Linked DNA regions of Arachis hypogaea: region 2 is linked to region 1. Evidence: chromatin contacts called from public Hi-C data. All regions are on one chromosome and are shown on one strand. The core of a region is the stretch at or near the end of the contact, and the rest is flanking DNA. Distances in the headings are between cores, read along the strand shown.

Evidence for each region. A called contact is a pair of places that touch in the nucleus more often than the background predicts.
Region 2: a Hi-C map of leaf shows a contact between it and region 1, with 2.6 times the contacts expected there. The contact joins the promoter of LOC140177550 here to the promoter of LOC112738009 in region 1. A contact is called at or near these places in 2 of 8 Hi-C or Micro-C datasets (both in leaf).

The regions. Positions count from the first base shown.
Region 1 is chr13:34,088,656-34,093,962 of arahy.Tifrunner.gnm2.J5K5, reverse strand. It overlaps LOC112738009 (GTP-binding protein OBGC, chloroplastic), which reads right to left and starts at 1,877. Exons shown (of 8, transcript XR_003169184.3): 1 at 1,409-1,877; 2 at 1-703.
Region 2 is chr13:34,255,275-34,260,787 of arahy.Tifrunner.gnm2.J5K5, reverse strand. It overlaps LOC140177550, which reads left to right and starts at 4,261. Exons shown (of 1, transcript XM_072210671.1): 1 at 4,261-4,848. The coding sequence starts at 4,261. The coding sequence ends at 4,848. It overlaps LOC112738010, which reads right to left and starts at 1,282. Exons shown (of 22, transcript XM_025788228.3): 1 at 102-1,282. The coding sequence starts at 937.

The sequences.
Region 1 (5,307 bases), core at 628-3,127:
CGTACTTCTCGCGGCGAAACGCCACCACGCCGTTCCCTCCATCGCCCGCCTTCACGTAGATCTTGGCCCGATCGAAGCACCGCATCACCGCAGGCACTCCTTTCTCCTTCGCTGGCTCTTCTTCGAAGCTCAAAAGCTCGCTGTCTTCGTCAAATAAGTCATCGTCTTCGTCTTCGTCTTCGTCAAATAAGTCATCGTCTTCGTCTTCCCCGCCGTCCAATTCGGCACCACCCTTTCCCTCGAAAACTGCTAGTGTTTCATAATTTCCTTCAAAATTGTCACTGAAATCTTCTTCTTCTTGAAGTTGCTTGTTGAAGTTTACAGGGGTTGATTCAGCGAGCTTGAGTTCATGGGAGGTGCAGGAGGAGGGGGCGGAGTAGTCGTCCTTGGGGGGAAGGCGAGCATAGGTGGTGGCTTCGCCACCGGGGAGTAGAAGCGGTTCGGGAGGGGTGGAGTAAGTGGTGGCAGTTTTTTTGTTGTTGAATTTAGGGTTGGATTGGTGGGGCTTGTTGGTGGTGGTGCGGGTGGGTCTGTTGTTGTGTGTGTTTGGGCGAGCTAGTGCATTAGGGGAGAAGCACACTGAAACGGAAAAAGCCATTCGGCAATGCCTCTAGCAGGTTGCGAGAATCGGACTGGTCAATGAATTGGTGAGGCGACTGGTACACCGGTTCAATGGTTCGACTAGGGTTCAACCAGAGTTCAACTGGTTTAATTAAATATTAAATAAAATTATTAAAATTTAATATATAATTTTAAATATTTAAATTCAATAATTTCTAACCTAATAAAATTCAAAATTTCACAATTTCACGTAATAAATTGTCCATAATTTATCAATAAGAATTCATAAACAACTTTAAACATCAAAATTTATAACTAAAATAGATCAAATATATAACAAACACATAATGTTCTACTACCAAAAGAAACAACATTGACAAACAAGTTTTCAACTAAACAAAGACACTACTGCAACAACAACAACAAAGTCTTGTCACACTAGGAGGGTTGGTCAACAAAACAAAGACTCTAATCATAAAAAATCATAATCATCATTAAGTGCTTCAAGATCTTTAATATACAGTCAACAAAAATTGTTCCATCAATAAAATCAACTCACAATCAGAAAAATCTCTAAGAAAAATTCAACAATTTCGTATTGATAAACATCTTAAACCCATCTTGTTTCACTTCAACTCCATTATTACTGTTACTAATTTACTATTATATTAACAACCAACAATAAATATCACAAATCTGATTATTAATTTTATGTTCTCAGCAATCAAATGAACAATATCACAAAATCAGATTATTTTAGTTTAACCTATAATTTTAGAAATAAAATAAATAAAATCATAAAAAAGGGAAAAAAAACTGGTAAAGAACAGAGTGAAGCAAGCAGAACCGTAGCAAAGAGGTGAGCAGAATGACGACGTCACTCGAAGAAGCAAGCAGAACCGAAGAAGCAAGCAGACGTCACTCGCGGTGGAGAACGGCGAGGCGAGCAGAGGCGACGACCGAGCAGCCCTTCGCGGCGGCGACGCCAACAGCTCCAAGCATGCCTTCGTGCGACGTCGAGGAGAAGAGGAGCAAGGAGAAACGAGCAGACCCAACCCACTGTCTGTCCCCGCCGGCAGCGACAGCAACCTCTACCGGAGAAGAGTTCGGCGATGGAATGGTGGCTCGGTTCGTTAGGGTTAGATTTTTTGCACTGAGTGGGGGGCGTGGGTGGGTTCCGGGGGATGCGGGGGCTTTCTTTAGTTCTTTGTTCTTTCACTTTTCAGAGAGAAGAGAGGAGTGGGACGGGGATGCGTTTGGGGAATTTGATTTAAGGTGTTTAATTTTTTTTTTTAAAGGGTAAAACGGCGCTGTTTGAAAGGGATAACACCGAATCGAAAATTTTTAAAAAATCGGCCAGGTTCAGCAGTAGGCCTGGCAGCATGGACCCTATCTGCGGGTATCTAATCCGATCCAACCCGATCGCGTAAATCCTATCCGCCCAATCCGCACCCTCCATAATATGTGTTATATATGATTAAAATTGTTACATATGAGAGTTGAACCAAGAATCTTAAGCATGTGCAAAAGCTTTTTGGCCACTCAACCAAATTTATAAATTTATAAATTTTGCTCATTTATTTTTATAAAACATATTTCTCATTTAATGAGATATAAATACAATTTTTAACAATCTAATGGCCTCTATTTTTGTCAACCCGCGGGTAGGGTCGGATACCCGCGAGTTGAGTGCAGGTAGGGTTAGGGTTGGGTATTTCTCAACCCGCGGGTAGGGTTAGGGTTGGGTTCAAACCCTACCCTACCCTACCCATTGCCACCCCTATTCAGCAGTTCGCTCGGTTTGACTAATTTTGTCAGTGTTTTTTATTAGACTAAGGATAACAATACCACCTGAATCTGCGGGTATTCATTCTGCTCTGATTCGTTTGGAGTAGATAATTATCCGACGAGATAGATTCTTGGATGGAACGGGTTCTTGGACGGGACAGAGGGTCGGGTTTAGGTAATACGCGCTCCAGTATATATATAATATGTATAATATATATAAAATAATTAGTAAAATGATTAATAATATTATATTATATTTAAATTTTTACTTTAATTTATGTCATGTATGTGACGAAGATTATATAAATTTTGAAATTTTATTTTATTTATTAAATTTTAATAATTAATAATTATAGAGACAGGTAAGGGCGAGGCAGGTACTCACAGGCAGGTTAGGGTTCAATTTTTTACTATCTGTCAAGGTTGTGAGAACCGAATCGGTTAATACACCAATAAAATTACTGATTCACTAATTTACTAGTTCGACCGAGATTTAACCAAAGTTCAACCAATTTAATTAAATATTAAAAAAATTTATTAAAAAATCTATATATAATTTTAAATATATAAATTCATCCTATAATCTTTTATTAATAGAACTTAGATGCTCTGAGTTTCATGCTTTCTAAAACTAAAATAAATAAATTGATAAAAAAATTTCAATTAAATAAAGAAACTCTTCATCATAAATCATAATTAACAACAACTCAGACTTAATCCAAAAAATTAATAAATTATTCCAAAATCATTCTAATAAACAACTCTTTAGAATCATTATAATCAACAAAAACAAAAACAGCAACTCACAATGGTTACAATCAACCAAAAAAAAGGATTCAACAGCAACAAAAATTTTGTCCGGAAATCAAACTCCAAAATCAACATAGGAGCAATTCAGAATCTGAGGATCATTATAATCAACTCCAATTTTATAAACACTGCAACTCGGAATAAAATAACAACTCCAATTTTATAAACACTGGCAACTCGGAATAAAATAACAAATTCACAAAATCAGTAATAGAAAATATCTAAGGATCAATAACAAATTCTTTCCGAAAAATTTAACAAAATAAGCACAAGTTTCATAAACATTGGCAACTCAGAATAAAATAACAAATTCACAAAATCAGTAACAAAAAATATCTGAGGATCAATAACAAATTCTTTCCATAAATAAAAAGTACATGAGTTATTTATACTAGTGGGAGAAGGAAAAGCCTTCATAACTTGGACGATGTGGGACTTGTATTCCCTTATTACAATTAACTAATATAATTAACCTACTAACACTACTTGCTCCCGCGTCATTCTCCTTGGGTTGAAAGAACTCTTGCGTGAAAAGACTTGTGACGGCAGCTGATCTCGTTGATGAATCCACACCAAAAGATCTTATTGGTGACTCCACACCAAAAATCCGCACTCACAAATCAGATAAATTTTACAAGATCCGTGGTAGCAGACGATCTCATTGACAAATCCACACCAAAAGATCCCATTGGCGAATCCACACCAAAAATCTGCACCCACACATCAAATAAAATTCTACTAAAGTAAGGTGAAGGCCGCAAGGACCAACCTTGCTCTGATACCAAACTGACGCCGGGACGTCGCTTGGATTACCAATCTTGGCGAGGTTAACACAGTATTATCAAAATCCAAGTCACAGGGCTTACCAGCGGCGAGGAGGAAAGGGAGTGATAGCGACGACAGAAGAGACAGCAACGACAGATGAGACGACGACACCAGCGAACACAGAGAGAGAGAGAGCTCGAACAGAGGAGACGCCGACGGCCACAGAGCTTCCACACGACGGCGAGGGAGCTTCCTATGATGGCGACACAACTTCCTAGGACGGCGACGGAACTTCCTACAACGGCGACACAGCTCCTGCGACGGAGCTTCCGCACGCGACGTCTCTACCCAGCGGAGACGAGTTCGACGATGACAATGAAGCTGTTGCGGGGCTCTGGGGGCTGCGGGGCGCGGTGGCTCGGGGGCTGGAGGGCTAGGGTTCTTTGTGCTTTCAATTTAAAATTTGCAGTTCAGTTTCAGAGAAGAAAGGAGGGGAGAGGAATGGGATTGAGTGCGTTGGGGGTTTAGGGTTCTTTTATTTATTTATTTATTTATTTATTTAGAATTTAAAACGGCGCCGTTTGAACTTTGAAGAGGAGTTCTGAACCCGAAACCTTGTTAAAAACCGACCGATTTCAGCGGTTTACTGGTTAACTACCGGTTCAACTAGTTTTTTGATCATTTTTTGCCAGACAATTTAGAGGGCTAACTGAACCGGCCTGGTAATCGATTTTCAATTAACCCAGCTGAACCGGTCATTCCGGTTCGATTTTTAAAACCATACAACCTGCCAGTAGGAGCGAAGCAAGTTCTATGCGGGTTATTGTACGGCGGGACGAAGTTGGATAGAGAAAAAATCCGCTCCTACCCACCATGTTATCACTCCTAAAATATTTTGTGAAATCAACCGAACTGACTTGATGATGATTAATTTGATTGAATCGGCCAGTCCGATTCGGTTTTCTTTTGTTGATGAGCATGACGATACTACTACACAAAGATATCAAGTTATCAACTAGATAACGTTACACGTGTGTATTTGCTATCCACAGGTTGAAGCTTTTCATCTCAAGAGACTGCAATCAATGGAAATTGGAAAATCGAGCACCGACTCCCAGGAAACCTTTCCATGTTTAGTGAAAAGGTAATTTGATGTTTAATTTTGGTAATGAATTTCAGGAAATATGCATCTTCAAAATTGTTTTGATGGACGGTTGATAAAAGCGCAGTTAATGGAAGAATTGGAATTTGTCTCCTAAAGATTGGAATAGATTTTGTTAACACTTGAGCTGAAGGTGGAGAAAAAAGTTAATCGGAAAAATTAAATAAGTCATTGACAAATACGTTTAAGACTGAAGAGAGAATTTAATTTTGATGGATTAT
Region 2 (5,513 bases), core at 3,012-5,511, 160 kb before region 1:
AACATAATAAACCCGAATAGGAAGAAAAAACTGATGTAATGCTCAACTTTAAAAATGTACTGTTGCATTAAAGGAAGAGAGAGGGAAAGGGGCCACATTACATTCTCTGAGCTTTAATATAAATGCTACCACCAGAACCTCCACCACCCTTGATCCCACCGTCACCTCCATTTGCCAAAAGATCCGCAGAGACTTCAATGGAATCAAGTACCTCAAAGCTGATTCTGCCACCTCCTTCCCCACCATAATCTTCATCTTTACTTGTGGTCCCCCCTTTGCTCCCATAACTCCACGGCTTGTCCAGTGAGGACCAGGAGTACGCATCCCCACCCCAGATATCATCGGGAAGCTTGGTGTTGTCGGAGACACAGCTGGCACCTCTGCCGCCGTAACCCCCGCCGGCGCCCTGAGTCCCCGACGGCGTGCCACTGGTCTGAGAAGGCGGCATACCGGCCATACCGGTCACGTTTATGACAGAGCCAGCGAGCAAGCTGGCATTCTGGGAAACCACAGAGACAGTTCCAGCAACGATGGATGCACCGTTCTGCAAGGTGAACCCCTTACTGATGTTGATCAAAATCACGCAACCCAAAATCGGGCAACTCAAGCTCGCACCTTGAAGCACGTTGAGGCTCCCATTTCCTTCTATGTACACATCCCTATCGAAAACCAAACTGGAATTGAGGTCGCAGGAGGTTCTCAAAGAACCAGTTCCCCTGAGATCGTCTTCGCAGGTGAGGGAGGGCGGGTGCGGCAGCGGCGGAGGCTGAGGCGGCGCCGGGGGAGTGTAATCCCCGTGGAGCCAGTCAAAATCCCAATCAATAATGGAGAAATCATGGTCTAAAGAAGAAGATGATGAAGCAAAATCAAGAAAGGGAAAAAACAAGGTAAAGTATAGTATGAAAAGCAGCGTGTGATTGTGATGAGCGCGAGCCATTAAAAAGGAGCCGAACTCATCACAGATATAGTGATTTTATGAGACAACTGAAGTGGCTAGGGTTTCTGTGGAATTGGTTTCGTGGAATATCATGCAGCACAGGGAAGGTAGAAATTTTGGTGAATTCAATTGAGGAATCAGAAAAAAACTTAGCGCAGAAGAAAGAAAGAAAGTAGAAAGGAAATGGTGTATGTGTATGATGAGTACGAGTGTAAGGTGTCTAATTGGTATGTGGGACGGAGGATTAAAGGAAAGTAAAGGCAGTTGAAGCAGAAAAGCGAAAGAGCAGTGAGTGAGAGACTTGGCACAGAAAGAAAGAAAGACAAATGAAGAAAGGAAGAAACCGAAGAGGACTCTTTCCCACTGAATAGGTGTCTACACGGTGGGGCACCACCTAGGCTTCCCACGTGTACCCTTCCTTCTTCTTTCTTACGTCAGGGCCTGCTGACTCACATCTCTCACGCAAGCCGGCCCACTTTTGGCCCAGATAAGTGATTAACTAATTACGGGCTTTTCTCCGCCCACAGAATATCGCGTTCCCAATATTTGCAACCCATCATGAGTCATGACTCATGAGTACGATAAAAAATGAAGGGAAAATAATAGACTAAGTTCATTTAATTTTATACTCTTTCTTGAAAATGACAGCCTTTTATTGGATTTTTATTTTATGGCAGAGGATAATTAAAAAAGGGAAACAGTGAGATATTAAATTAATTATTATGAATCGACGTGTAGTTAATATTATGGATCATTGACATTTGGTTTGTAAAAATTTTTACTTTTAACAAGTAGATTTTAAAAATTAATTTTTTAAAAATGGTAGCATTTATGTTTAATAAGTTAAATTAAAAATAATTTTTAATAAATACAAGTAATAATAGGCTAATATTTTTTTATATGAGTTTGATACATGAGATATGTTCAGTTATGGAGTATTAGTGGGATTTATACTGTTGTGATGGCGTTTAATTTTTTATTTTAGTGAGAAAAAATCGGAACGTCTAATTTTATTGCAGAGAAAGAGTGACACAAATCGGATGGTTCGATTTGTGCAAAGCAGAACGTTGAAGATACTGAAATTGGACCAGCGATTTCAGGACAGAAAAAATATGTTGGAACTAATCGGACGATCCGATTAGTGTTATGAAAAAATTTGAAATGCGAGGACGCGGTCGGACCGTCCGATTTGCTTGTTGCTGTATACATAAAGATTACTTTGAGAACTCCCCACTAGTTCTACTATCTCTTCGTCTAGTTCAAAAAACCAGGAAGTAATGTTGCTCCTCTTCTCTGGTTCTCCTTCTTCTTCATTCTTCCAAAAAAATAATAGTGTGATTGAGAGTGCTTAGTATATCACTATTATCATAGATGATAGAGTTATTTTGAAAATATATTATTTTGGACAGATTTTATTATAAACGTATGAAGGAGTTCAATTTGTATGTGAAAATCCGTTAGATGTTGTTATTCCATACACATTATCGTTTGAGGAATTAAAAGGTGTGATTTGTGAGAAGATAGATCCTCATATATCTAGGAGAGTATCGTGTATTTTGTACATGTATCCTTTATCCGTATTTTGGGGGTTCGTTCAATTTCAAACCAAATACGTGACGGATGAAGCGAGCATGCATGAAATGTTTTCAATATATATTGAAAATCACCATCGAATGTCATGCATCGAGCTATATATTGAGTTCGAGCAGTCTAAAATGGACCGAAATATTGAATTGGAAGATTATAATAGTGATAGCGAGGAGGAATTTTAAAGTAATTATGAGATAGTTGGTCTGGGTGAAGAAGATGATGAAGCTAACGGCACTATGAACGCAGATGTAGCGGAGGTCACAAATGTATTGGCAAACCAACAACCGTTTCAAGAGCCTTCTTTCACGCGGTCGTTGGATTTGGAGGCTATGCATGCACCGGAGTTTCCTCAATACATGAATACAGGTATGTAAAGAAAGATAGTTATGTGATAGTTTGGGGTAGTAGATCAATAAGATCAGAAGAGTAAAATATGTGATCTGTGAATTATAATTTGTGTAACATGCATTTGATTATTTTATTAGTTAATAGTTCTTTAGTATGGACTATATTTACTAGGTCTTTAGGTAGATAAGATAGCTAAAATATAGACTATAATTATATCTGTTAAAATATAGACTATTATTATTTACGAGAATACATATCTTGCTGTGTAATTGTAGCAAAGCTTCCTATTGTGGTGGATAGTGAATTCACGGTTGGAATGAAATTCAGTTCGAGAGAGGCAATAATCAAGGTGATGAAGGATTATACCATCCGTAGAGGTGTAGACTATAGGGTGTATGAGTTGGAACCGACGACATTCTATGCTAAATGTACATAATATGGCACAGGTTGTGATTGGCTTATCTGGGTTACCAAAATGTAGAAGAAGTACTGTTGGGAGATAAGGAGGTACAATGGTAGTCACACTTGTACCAGATCTAGTATTTCTCAAGACCATTCGAAACTAGATTCCAAGACAGTTGCAGAAACAATTAAGCCGTTGGTAGAGGTTGACCCATCTATAAAGGTGAAATCAGTCATTGCAGAAGTACAGTCGAAGTTTAACTACACCATCAGTTATCGCAAAGTATGGTTGGCAAAGCAGAAGGCGGTGGAGTCAATCTTCGAAGGTTGGGAAGCATCGTACGAAGCCTTGCCCATATGGTTTGAGGCCATGTGTTACAAGGAGCCGTCAGCGGTGGTTCACTTTGAAATAATGCCTGCATACCAGGGGGATGATTTAGTTCCTGATATCTGTGTACTGCATCGAGTCTTCTGGAATTATTACCCTTGTATAAGGACATTCAGACATTGCAAGCCAGTTGTGCAGGTGGACGGGACTCATTTGTATGGAAAATACTAGGGTTTTTTGTTGGTAGCAGTTTAACAAGATGGCAATAACAATATTGTGTCTATTGCATTTGCCATAGTGGAGGGAAAGACTTCTGAGGCGTGGTACTTTTTTCTAAGTAACTTGCGCCAACATGTGGTGACACGCGATGGTGTAGGACTTATCTCTGATCGACACGATTCCATCAGGTTAGCTATTGCTCGTAGTAATGGGGCTTGGTCTCCTCCTAGAGCTTTCCATATGTTTTGTATAAGGCATATTGAGTCGAATTTCTTGAGGAAGTTCAAGACACCTTACCTGCAAAAGCTTATCGTCAACATCGGTAAGTTTGAATTACAGGCAATCTTTTATTATTATAAATACGATGGAATAGAATGTTGTTCATGGTTGAATGTTTCTTATCATAGGATATTCGAGGACGATTCGAGAGTACTAGATGTGCTATGAACGACTACGCAAACGGGGTGAGGCTTACACCAACTGGCTTGACCAGATCCCACGTGAGCTGTATGCTTTGGTATTTGACAGTGGATATCGATGGGGTCATATGACCACCAACCTTGTGGAGTGCATCAACTCCGTTTTGAAGGGGGCACGCAATCTCCCAGTCACTGCACTTGTGAAGGCTACATTTTACAGACTGAATGAGTTGTTCACTAGGAAAAGAGCTAAGGCTGAGACTCGCATTAATGCTGGGCATGTGTTCTCTGAGCTTGTGACCTCTAAGTTGCATGCAAATCAACGAGCATCAGGAAACATACAAGTTAGTTGCTTTGACAGAGAAACTGAAGTCTTTGAAGTACGTGAGATGCCTAGTGGGGTTGAGTATGCAATTGACCTACGCCAACAACGTTGCGACTATGGTGAATTCCAGGTTGACAGAATTCCGTGTCGACATGTATTTGCTTGTTGTGCAAATCATCGGTTGGATTGGCAAGTGTATGTTCATGACGTTTACAAGATGGACCAAGTTCGAAGAGTATACAGGGCTAGGTTCAGACCACTGGAAAATCCTACAACATAGCCTCCTTATCATGGACCTCAATTCGTTGGAAATCCGTTCCTAAGACGGGTAGCCATAGGTCGGCCTAAGATGACCCGCTTCTTGAAGGAGATGGATACACGTATGTTACGTGGTCCTAGGCGATGCAAGCAATGCGGTGCTGAGGGCCACAACCGTAGTAGATGTCGTCAAAGTGGTGGTCCAAGTGCGGGACTAGTCGGAAATTAGAGTTATTTTTGTTGCATTTCAGTTGACTGTATGTTATTGTATGACATTAGCATTTTGATATATTGTATGCAGTTTAATTAAGTACATAATTAAGTATAACAACAACCTGATTAACATAGTCGATCCATAAATGCAAACCAAAACAGTAACAACAACCTAATTAACATAATCAATACACACATTCAAACCAAAATAGTTACAACTACCTAGTTAACACAATGAACAACTTCACACACATTATTTTCTCATTGCCGACTTCACATCTTTGTATAACTTCTTGCACTTCTTTACAACCCTGTTAAAAGCGGACGGGGTATACCGATTAGTGCTCCTGCGCGGAGGATCCGTTCTAAGGTTGTAGCCTTTTCCTTTTTCACTTGTAGCCGTACCTATCAGATCAACATACAAGACATGTAAATAATCAAAACAAAATGACTATAAATATACAAGACAATGCT